Regions from separate parts of the Mus musculus genome. Here region 1 is linked to region 2. A link is a contact called in public promoter capture Hi-C data. All regions are on one chromosome and are shown on one strand. Each heading gives the region's core, a stretch centred on a gene start, on an enhancer-like site or on the middle of the called end of the contact. The rest is flanking DNA. Distances are from core to core; before and after follow the strand shown.

Region 1 (5,674 bases), core at 1,032-3,531, 890 kb after region 2:
TAATGTATACACTTACATAGAGGAGGGCAGGAACAGGCATGCATGCACACACACACACACACAGAGACACACACACTCACACACACACATGCACACACAGACACACACATACACACACACTCACACACATACACACACTCACACACATACACACACACTCACACACACACATACACACACACTCACACAACATACACACACTCACACACGAGTCAGAGAGTGTATTTTATTTACGATTAAATATTTCTAAAGTTTTATTTTGTATAACTTGTAGAACACGTTTGATTCTCTGTCAGTCTGCACAAGCCTCCATACCTGTCTGTATTCTCAGAGGTCAATAACCTCAAATATCCCCACATAACTTGAACATCCTTTCCCTCCATTTCCGTTCCCATTCCTGGGAATTTCCTCCCATCCATCACCATTTCTGTTGTCCTTCCCCTCTCTTACAGGCTCCTCTTAAGCCAGTTTCCACTCTGGGAGCCATGGTGCCTCCCTGGGCCCCGCTGTACTCCCTGTGCCTCCGTGTGTCTCCGTTTGCCTCTTTCCACTTCTTTCCCAGATGCCCTGTGGACAAGGCTGGAAACAGCACACAAGGGAATGATTAGCTGAAATTTGGCCTTGGGAACTGTGGAGACCAACAAGCTTGCAACCACTTCCTAAGGACTCAGATTTTATTAACCCATTCTAAATTCACCCCTCCCCTTCCTTGCCTGTTACCAGCCTCCCTGACTGTTTGTTTTCTTTCCCTTTCTTTTCTTTTAGTCAAGATTTACTTTTTAGACCAATGATTATATCAAAATAGAGTTCGTGGGAATGCAGCTTTGAGAGCAGGGGTTGTCTCACAATCCTCCTTTCTCTGTGTTTGAGTTTGCTCCAGTTCTCATAATGCAACCACTAAGTCCCAAGAATAATTTCTTTCACTAAGGAAGTAGGTGAAATTAGACTCCAGGGTAGGGAGCTGCTTGCTGCCTGGACCTAGGACCCCAGAGCTGGCCTTTCCAAGCCACAGACATTTTCTCCCTGGATATGTTGCACACATGCATGTTCAGACTACTGAATTAAAGTCATCATTTTAGTACGATACTACTTTTTTGGAATTACAAGGTGTTGGCTATCTTTAGTAATTTCGGAGACTGTATTGAATCAATTCTTAGCTGGTTCTTTAAAATGTGTATTCTGCATCCTTCTGCAGCACATTTTTGAACTAATTCAGTCATTATTAGACTTAACATTAACTGCTGGAGCCAGTCTAATACTACAGCAGAAGGTCCTTCCTCAGTCATTTGATGCTGGTAGATGAGATGCTGGGGTATTTCATGCTGGGCCTCCATTCAGAAATTCCCAGAGAGCCAGCCATGTACACTTTGTTAATTGGAAAACCAAGTCTATCATCCAATGGGACCACACCAACTCTGCTTTCCAGAAGTTATCTTTGCAGAGTTTGTGCATTCCCTGAGCCTTTCTTAATTAAACAACTCTGCTCACAGCAGTGTGTACAGCTACTGCTACGTGAGGCCCCTTGGGCAGTTAACCTGGGTTGCCTTTCTCCTTGCTGGGACTGGCTAGGCCCATCCTTTTCCTACAGTTGAAGTCTTTGATAGTTGGAATTTTGCAAATTTCAGTGCATGTTGTGCATTCACAGAAGCATATCTGAAGAACGTAATCAAAATCAACGCTACCACAAAGATTCTTTTTTCCTCCAAATATGCATAGAGAGACTGTGTTTTGACTTTTTTTTTTCATGAAGTAAATGGAATCCTAATTCAAGACAAATTGGAAAGATAAAATGTAAAATTCCTTTTTGTAAAAAAATCAAGGCTGCTCCTTAGTTTGGTTTGGAGTTTCCCTGTCGCAGAATGAAATGGATAATTAAATGCATATAGTTCAATCTGATTACTAACTAGATAATTACCCTTCATAGACGCTTCAGATGCGGTGGGTACAGGAGTTTGAATTATAATTCCATTCTCACAAGATTCCCCTTCTGTGACTGTTTCAGTAATTCTCGTTTCGACGTGGCAATAGTTTACAGTTGTGCCGCCTTCTGTGTATACCACATGAAGAAGACTTTCCTGGTGATCAAAAGAAACTCCCCTCCCTTTTGGGTGCCTGAAAAGTTCACCTCTATTTTAGTTCCTTGCACCATTAAGTGTTTTAAGTACTTCTCTAAGATGAAGACATCACACTCGCTTAAAATTATTTGCTACATCGCATTTTCTCGCATTGTATCCCAACCTCAGATAAGCACTGGTTTAGAATGTGAGTCATGGAGAGACTTCCTTGGGAAGGCACTCCCTAGAGAGGGAGATGAGGCCTCTGAGCTCCACGGGCCACAGATAGGACTGAGCAGGAGAAGTGAAGTTTTGTCTTTGTTCTGTACTTTATTGTGGTCCCCTAATTAATCAGCAAAAACTTGTTGAATTGGGTTTCTGTCTGGAAGGGATTAAGTGATACACACAAAACTATAGCTCCCTGTCTTTTTAGACTGTTCAATGAAGCAGGAACTAAAGCACAGTTGGTACAGTTGTGCTTTTATGACTCTGCAGCCCAATAACAGGAAGGGTGCCTGGGGGAACAGCAGGCATCAGGCAGAAGGAAGATTCAGTTGATTTTTAAATTATGAATAAACCACTGACTCTCCTAAAAATGATCAGCATTCATTGTATAAAATGTATTTAGCTGTCATGTTTTCCATTGTATTATGCACATGCTGTTTTTAGTAAATACGATACTCTATCACATGTCCATATATATTAATGTACACACTTATATCCCATTACCCCATTGACACCCATGCTTTCAGCATTGAACTAACCAGTAGAACTATATTTATTTATGGTTGGAGTACTTACTCATTTAATGTAGACCTTGCCTGATTTTAAAAAGAGCTGTAAAATTTATACACTAAGTGCCATCCATATTTTTTCAAAAGAATATTCTCCTGGGGCTGGATGCCTTGGAGTTTGAGAGCATATGCTGTTCTCATAGAGGATCCAAGTTTGGTTCTTAGCACCTTTGTCAGGTGACCCACAGCTGCTGTGACTTCTACTCCAGGGGATCCAGCGTGTTCTGGCCTTCAAGGATACCTGCATACATATGTCAAGTACATGTACATAAATAAAAGCAATTAAAAAAAAAAAAAAAAACAACAGAACAAAACACCTGCTGAACCCTGGGCAGGCTTCCGCCTCGCCAGGAACAATGTTGTTTTCCCACTTACTTGAAATGATATTTTGTGACGTCACTGTTTCTCACTATTTCTCTTGCAAGTTGGCATAGTTTTCGAAGTCCTTACATGAAGAACAGTGCAATATACTCTGACAATTTGTTGGTTTTTATCTGGAGAAAGGGTTCTTAGAATGTGTGTGTGAAAGTGGTGTTTCGAGAGATGCCAGGTTCCAGGAAGCCGACGTTCTCTGTGCACAGCTGTGGATGTGGAAATGTGAGCTCTGTGGTTCTCCCAGCTGATCCATTCACTGTAAGAACTTGACTTGCTTTCCACAGTGCTGGGCAGAGTCTCTATGGAGGCTCATTTATATGGTCAGTGCTCCTGTGTGTGGGCACGCTCCATCTCCTACTTTGGTAGCAATGGGCATTACTTAGGGCATTACCCAGGATGTTCAAAGCCTTTTCTTGCTTCACATACTTTCTTCCAGCTATAGTATTAGGATTTAAGGAGGTTCTAATTTGTTTAATATTTTTTGTGTCTATTGGGAAATTTTGTCCACGTATTCTATATAGTAACAACTAGAGCAGAGGAAGGGCTGAAACATCTATGTTTGTGACCTGTGCCTATGCAAGTCAGTGTGTTTGCTTATGTGCACATATGTGTGTTTCGCTCTGTGTGTGTCTCTGTGTGTGTTTGTGTATACATGTGTACCTGTCGGTCTGTCTGTCTGTCACTTTTGTGAGCGTGCATGTGTGTGTTTATGTGTACTTGTATATATATCTCCAGTGTATATTATATATTTGTGTGTGGAGGTGTGGGGGCTGAAGAAAGTTGCCATAAGCCTTGGGTGTCAGAAAGTACACAGATGCATCCCAGTCTTGCCAGAGTAAGGTCAGCCCAATTCTGTTTTACCACTTAAATTCACATCCTTCATTACCACTTTGCCCACTGAATTTTAACACCAATATCCTGGCCATATTATGTAGCACTGTTTCATTTCCATAAATATTTTTGTTGAAAGCAAGCATGGATTTTCCAATTCTCCTCACTTTTCTCTTATTCTCATGCTTCGAACTTTTATCTTGATCACAACAACTTCCAAATTGATTGCCTTGCTTCAAGTGTTGAAAATTTCTTTATTAAATAACTTGGTCTAAGACAGACTTTATTCAGTTTTCATTTATAACATGTTTTAGAGAAGAAAAGAGAAAGGGCATTGATTTCATATTAGCTTTTTGCTGTAGTTTCTTGTGTTTTTCATAAGTTGTGTTTTTATTTCATGTGTATATATGTGTGCCAGTGTCAGTGTATGTCATGTGAGTGTGAGTGCTCAGAGGCCAGAAAAAGCTGTCAGATCCCCTGGAGCTGGAGTTTCAGGACCTTGTTTGTTTCCAGATGTGGGTTTTGGGAACTGAACTTGGGTCCTTTGGCACTGCAGCAAGTGCTCTTAACCATTGAGCCATCTCCCCAACTCCTCTTGTGTGTTATGTACATAGCACATAACAGCATCTTTAGTTTTTCAATTTTGGATCCCTCGTAACAGTCCAAATGTGATTTTTTTGTATTTCTTCTGGAAATATACTTTCATATAACCAATGGCAAATTTACCATATATGTTACTATAGGCATTCTAGAGCCAAGTAACTCCTTGAGACATCAGAGAGTTCTAGATTTTTCAATGATTGGTCTTTATGTTGAACAATGAGTCGTTTTTAGGTAACTATAGCTTGCAGAGGTATTCGCAATCATTGTGTCTATCAGCATTTGTTTCAGGGAAGTTCAATTAAAAGAATTCCATTTCTTTAACATTTGCTTTATTTATTCAACACATGTTCATTGACCATCTTTTTAAAGTTCATTAAGATGATATGTATGATGATAATGATGAAGATGATGTATGTGGGGGGGGCTTGCTTGTGTATGTGCATATGAGTTGGGGTGTCTTTTGTGGTCAAAAAATGGCCATGAGCCCCTTGGAACTGGAGTTAACAGGCAGTTGTGAATTCCTAATGTGTGCTGGAAATGAACTCTGGTCTTCTGCAAGAGCGGTACTTGCTTGCCCTTAACACTGAGTACTATCCTAGTCCCTTTTAGAAACTACTGTCATTTTTTATGTTAGGTACTAGGTATGCAGCACTAAGCACATTTAACAAAAACATTTCTGTCCTCCTGTTCTTTGCCTTTTGGTGGAGACATGGCAGGGAAACACCAAACAAAATATATGATCCCTCATGCGGGGAGTTTTTGGGATAAACTAACAGTAGAAATGTAGACTGGGAAGTGTTGGGAGTGTGCTCCTTAAAATACAGTGTCAGGGAAGATGCCAGGGAAATGGCATTTGTAGGAACCTGGAGGAGATGAGGGAGCAGCTGACAGCTTCCAGGAGAGGAGGGAGGGAGTGTCCTATCTGCAGGAAGACTTCAGACCCTAGAAGCATTGGACTCCTCAGAGTGCAGAGGAGCTGGCTGATACACAGGGACTAGGGTGGAGTTCCTTGAGGAG
Region 2 (6,015 bases), core at 673-3,172:
AGAATTTATATGTATGTATGTATGTATGTATGTATGTTTGTATGTATGTGAATATATATATATATTCAAATATATTTGTTCTTAGTCTATTAAGGACTTTTTAGAAAGGTATCCACCTTTCTATAAAACACAGTTTTATTGTTTTTATTCTCACATTGTGTTTTGGACATGTTTGCATGTGGAAAAATAGGAATTTCCAAAGTCTTTCATGGAGGGGAGAGCCATATTTATGTGATCGGTATTCTTCTGGAAGACAGCCATGACCTCTTTGTCCTCTCCTCATCTCCTTCTCACTTCCTGCTACCCTTTTAGTCTCGTCCCTTCCTCTTTTATCTGTCACCTCCTGTCTTCCTCCTCCTTATCCCCCTCTTTCTTCCTCACATTCCTCCACACTTGCCTTCTTGCTCCCTCCTTGCCCTTCCATGCCTCTTCTCCCGCTTCAACTTCATGTGCATTACTGAAGCTGTTCCCCTAGGGAACCACCTGATATGTGCATTTTTTTTTCCGAGACAGGGTTTCTCTGTGTTCCAGGCTGTCCTGGAACTCACTTTGTAGACCAGGCTGGCCTCGAACTCAGAAATCCGCCTGCCTCTGCCTCTCGAGTGCTGGGATTAACTTCTTCCTCCTCTTCAGCTTGTGTCCAGTGGTGTCTCCTTAGACTCCCATCTGCATTCATAATTTCGGGGAGTGATATTCTTCCGACCCTCATTCAGATTACTCTACATTTTGTCTGATTTCATTTGCATTCATCTATCAAATAACGGGCATTAAGTAGAGGGGTCAAGGACACCAGGAGAACACAGCCCACTGACTTAGCTAAGCAGGGCTCATAAGGGCTCACAGAGACCGAAGCTACAAGCACGGGGCCTGCAGGGTCCTCTGCACATGTTACAGTTGTGTAGCTTGGTATTTTTTTTCGGGGGGGGGGGACTCCTAACAGTGGGAGCAGGTATGTCTCTGTCTATTTTGCCAGGTCTTGGGACTCTTTTTCTCCTATTAGGTTGCCTTGGCCAATCTTGATATGAAGGCTTTTGCCTTGTCTTATTGTATCTTGTTTAGTTATGCTTTGGTGGTTGTCTCTTGGATGTCTGCTCCTTTCTTAAGGAAAAGGGAGGGGGAGTTACCTTGGGAGAGAGCGGAGCTCGAGGTTGACTAGGAGAAGAGGGGAGGGAGATTCTGGCTAGGATGTATTATAGGAAAGAAGAATCTGTTTTCAATTAAAAAAATTAAATAAAAGATTTGTGGGAAACAAAAGAGTCTTGCTGAAGCCCAGAGTGTCAATCTGCTCAGTACCCCGACCCCCACCCTGAACGCAGCTGTAGATCCTGGGCTCACAGTCTTTTAAAACTAGGCCTTAGCCTTATCGTGGCTGAGGATTGCAAAGTCATCTTGAAGAATAAAAGCAGACAAGGAACCAAGCAAGCAAGTGATAGCAGCAGGTTTGCAACTGTAGCACTAAGCAAAAGTTTAAAAATGAAGATCAGGAGAGGAAAATCCACTAGTGTGGTTAGCTTTTTCAGTGGTCTCTCCTTAGTGATTTACTCTGGGTGAATTATGAAAGAACGGCAATTGTTTGCCTCCTGGGTGACTTTGGTTTGTTGCAAAGCGATTAACAATGTATGGCCCCTAACTTTCTCAACGGTCTAATTTGAGACCTGAGCACACAGAGCTCGAAGGAAGTATAATGAACAAGGCCAGTGAGGCCTGTGTGTGCAGGCAAGAGGGTCATGCTGGATTTATCAGTGCCATTTGTTTTGTAGAATCAAAGGTGTTTGCAGAGTCACCTTGCATGTAGGTTTCCGAGGCTCGATCTTGCATATTTTTCCCTAAATCATCACAAGAAATAAGGAAATCATAAGCATAAGAGTGGTGAGGTAAGCCAAGTGGGGAAGTGAAGCAATTGCTGGAATTCAACTCTGTCCTATTAAGTGTAACTGGGCAACGTGTTTACCACACCCAGCTCACTTTCTCTGTGGCTTTCCCCATGGCGCCCTTTGTTTCAGGTGAGCAGTCACTGCTTCCTGACTCAAGGTCCACTTTCACCGAAGCTCATTAACATTCATTTGTCACGCACTTAAAATACAGGTATGAAATAAGAAGACCTAGTCTAAAGAGAAGATGGCATTCTCTCTGTGCAAGTGTTGAGAAGAGTTTTGGGGCTAAGAGTTCAGGAAGAATTCTCAATAGGAAGTGCTTTTAGGGTTCACCACAGAGGAGACTCCCCTCCCTCCTTAGCCATCAGTCAGTGACCACTGTGCCAAAGGGGACACCCAGCTTTGTTTTCACCTCCAGGTAAATTCACTAACTTTTCCACTTTAATTTCTTTCACTCTACAGAAATTATAATAGTTTTTCTTACCTCAGATTTATTTTTTTGAGGTAAATTAAATATATAAGGTGCTTAAAGCAGGGCCTGGGACCTACTCAAGCCATTTGACTTTGTGGTCACTACTTCATAACAACAACAGCAAGGATGAAGATGGTGACTACAAATGACTCTCTCCTTGTAGAGCAGATGCTCTCAATCTGTGGGTCATGACCCCTTGAGGGGGGCAGATGACCCTTTCACAAGGGTCACCTAAGACTATTGCACAACACATATATTTACATCATAATTCATAACAGTAGCAAAATTAGGGTTATGAACCAGCCACAAAATAATTTTATGGTTGGGAACATGAGGAACTGTATATATTTTTTCTTTTTTTATTAGATGTTTTCTTTATTTATATTTCAAATGTTAACCCCTTTCCTGGTTTCCCCTCCGGAAACCCTCATCTCCTCCCTGCTCCCCCTGCTCACCAACCTACCCACTCCCTCTTCCTGGCCCTGGCATTCCCCTACACTGGCATAGAGACTTCACAGGACCAAGGGCTCCTACTCACCATTGATGACTGACAAGGCCATCCTCTGCTACATATGCAGCTGGAGCCATGGGTCCCTCCATGTGGACTCGTTGGTTGGTGGTTTAGTCCCTGGGAGCTCTGGGGGTACTGGTTAGTTCATATTGTTGTTCCTACTATGGGGCTGCAAACCTATTCAGAAACTTGGGTCCTTCCTTTCTCTAGTTTCTCCATTTGGGATGCTGTGCTCAGTCCAATAGTTAGCTGAGAGCATCCACCTCTGTATTTGTCAGGCAATGGCAAAGCCCCTCAGGAGACAGCTATATCAGGCTTCTGTCAGCCAGCACTTGTTGGCATCCATAATAGTGTCTGGGTTTGGTGACTGACTGTATATGGAATGGATCCCCCGGAGGGGCAATCCCTGGATGGCCTTTCTTTCAGTCTCTGCTCCACACTTTGAACTCCTCCCATGGGTATTTTGTTCCCCCTTCTTTGTTTTTTTCCCCCCCCACATTTTTATTAGATATTTTCTTCATTTACATTTCAAATGCTATCCCAAAATTCCCCTATACCCTACCCCGCCCTGCTCCCCTACCCACTCATTCCCACTTCTTAGCCCCGGCTTTCCCCTGTACTGGGGCATATAAAGTTTGCTAGACCAAGGGGCCTCTCTTCCCAATGATGGCCAACTAGGCCATCTTCTGCTACATATGCAGCTAGAGACTCTGCATATAACCTTCATATAGAGCTCTGAGGGTTACTGATTAATTCATAGTGTTGTTCCACCTATAGGGTTGCAGACCCCTTCAGCTCTTGGATACTTTCTCTAGCACATATATTGGGGGCCCTGTGTTCCATCCTATAAATGACTGTGAGCATCACTTCTGTATTTGCCAGGCACTGGCAAAGCCTCACAGGAGACAGCTATATCAGGGTCCCTAAAGCAAAATCTTGCTGGTGTGTGCAATAGTGTCTGCATTTGGTGGCTGATTATGGGATGGACCCCCGGGTGGGGCAGTCTCTGGATGGTCCATCCTTTCGTCTTAGCTCTAAACTTTGTCTCTGCAACTCCTTCCATGGATATTTTATTCCGTATTCTAGGGAGGAATGAAGTATCCACACGTTGGTCTTCCTTCTTGATTTTCTTGTGTCTTGGAAATTGTATCTTGGGTATTCTAGTTTCTGGGCTAATATCCACTTATCAGTGAGAGCATATCAAGTGACTTCTTTTGTGATTGGGTTACCTAACTCAGGATAATATCCTCCAGATACATCCATTTGCCCAAGAATTTCATAAATTCATTGTTTTTAATAGGTGAGTAGTACTCCATTGTGTAAATGTACCACATATTCTGTATCTATTCCTCTGTTTAGGGACACCCGGGTTCTTTCCAGCTTCTGGATATTATAAATAGGGCTGTTATGAACTTGTTCCCCCTTCTAAGGAGGACCAAAGTATCCACACTTTGGTCTTCCTTCTTCTTGAGCTTCATGTGGTCTGTGAATTGTATCTTGGGTAGTCCGAGCTTCTGGGCTAATATCCACTTGTCAGTGAATGCATATCATGTGTGTTCTTTTGTGATTGGGTTGCCTCACTCAGAATATCTTCTAGTTCGATCCATTTGTCTAAGAATTTCATTAATTAATTGTTTTTAATAGCTGAGCAGTACTCCTTTGTACCACATTTTCTGTATCCATTCCTCTGTTGAGGGACATCTGGGTTATTTCCAGCTTCTCGAAATTCTAAATAAGGCTGCTATGAACATAGAGGAGCATGTGTCCTTATTACATGTTAGAGCATCTTCTGGCTATATGCCCAGGAGTGGTATAGCTGGGTCCTCAGGTAGTACTATGTCCAATTTTCTGAGGAACCTCCAGACTGATTTCCAGAGTGGTTGTACAAGCTTGCAATCCCACCAGCAATGGAGGAGTGTTCCTCTTTCTCCATATCCTTGCCAGCATCTGCTATCACCATAGTTTTTGATCTTAGCCCTTCTAACTGGTGTGAGGTGGAATCTCAGGGTTGTTTTGATTTGCATTTTTTTGATGACTAAGGATGTTGAATATTTCTTTAGGTGCTTCTCAGCCATTTGGTATTCCTTAATTGAGAATCTTTTCTTAAGCTCTGTATCCCATTTTTAACAGGGCTATTTGGTCCTCTGGAGTCTAACATCTTGTGTTCTTTGTATATTGGATATTAGCTCTCTATTGGATGTAGGGTTGGCAAAGATCTTTTCCCTATCTGTTGGTTGCCCTTATAATTCAACACCGTTCATGATATAAAAGTCTTGGAAAGATCAGGAATTCAAGGTCCATACCTAAACATAGTAAAAGCAATATACAGCAAACCAGTAGCCAACATCAAACTAAATGTAGAGAAACTTGAAGCAATTCCATTAAAATCAAGGACTAGACAAGGCTGCCCTCTCTCTCCCTACCTATTCAATATAGTACTCAAAGTCCTAAACATAGCAATTAGACAATAAAAGGAGGTGAAAGGGATAGAAATTGGGAAGGAAGAAATCAAAATATCACTATTTGCAGATGATATGATAGTATACTTAAGTGACTCCAAAAATTCTACCAGAGAACTTCTAAACTTGATAAACAACTTCAGCAAGGTAGCTGGATATAAAATTAATTCAAACAAATCAGTGGCCTTCTTCTACTCAAAGGATAAAAAGGCTGAGAAAGAAATTAGGGAAACGACACCCTTCACAATCATCACAAATATTATTAAACACCTTGGTATGACTCTAACTAAGCAAGTGAAAGATCTATATGACAAGAACTTCAAGTCCTTGAAGAAAGAAATCCAAGAAGATCTCAGAAGATGGAAAGATCTTCCATGCTCATGGATTGGCAGGATTAATATAGTAAAACTGGCCATCTTGCTGAAAGCAATCTACAGATGCAATGTAATCCCCATCAAAATTCCAACTCAATTTTTCATAGAGTTAGAAAGAGCAATTTGCAAATTCATCTGGAATAACAAAAACCCTAGGATAGTGAAAACTATTCTCAACAATAAAAGAACTTCTGGTGGAATCACCATCCCTGACCTCAAGCTATACTACAGAGCAATTGTGATAAAAAAACAAAACAAAACTGCAAGGTATTGGTACAGTGAAAGGCAGGTAGACCAGTGGAATAGAATTGAAGACCCAGAAATG

The links. Capture Hi-C pulls out chosen DNA fragments and counts their contacts.
Region 1: a contact with region 2 is called in a promoter capture Hi-C map of adipose tissue. The contact joins two enhancer-like sites. A contact is called at or near these places in 1 of 15 datasets of contacts at CTCF or cohesin (the NIH/3T3 cell line), 3 of 484 Hi-C or Micro-C datasets (cerebellum, cerebral cortex and frontal cortex), 1 of 115 datasets of contacts at active chromatin or transcription factors (embryonic basal ganglia) and 1 of 9 other capture datasets (adipose tissue).

The regions. Positions count from the first base shown.
Region 1 is chr3:136,763,355-136,769,028 of GRCm38.p6, forward strand. The region is part of intron 1 of Ppp3ca (protein phosphatase 3, catalytic subunit, alpha isoform); the gene reads left to right. Among named protein-coding and RNA genes, the nearest start is that of Ppp3ca, 96 kb to the left of the region's middle. Within about 2 kb of position 2,282, at least 12 of the 459 cell types and tissues checked have an H3K27ac peak or open chromatin away from gene starts, as enhancers often do. A contact at or near this core is called in adipose tissue, where this site is marked.
Region 2 is chr3:135,876,304-135,882,318 of GRCm38.p6, forward strand. All of the region lies in intron 6 of Slc39a8 (solute carrier family 39 (metal ion transporter), member 8), which reads left to right. Among named protein-coding and RNA genes, the nearest start is that of Gm31243, 22 kb to the right of the region's middle. Within about 2 kb of position 1,923, at least 7 of the 459 cell types and tissues checked have an H3K27ac peak or open chromatin away from gene starts, as enhancers often do. A contact at or near this core is called in adipose tissue, where this site is marked.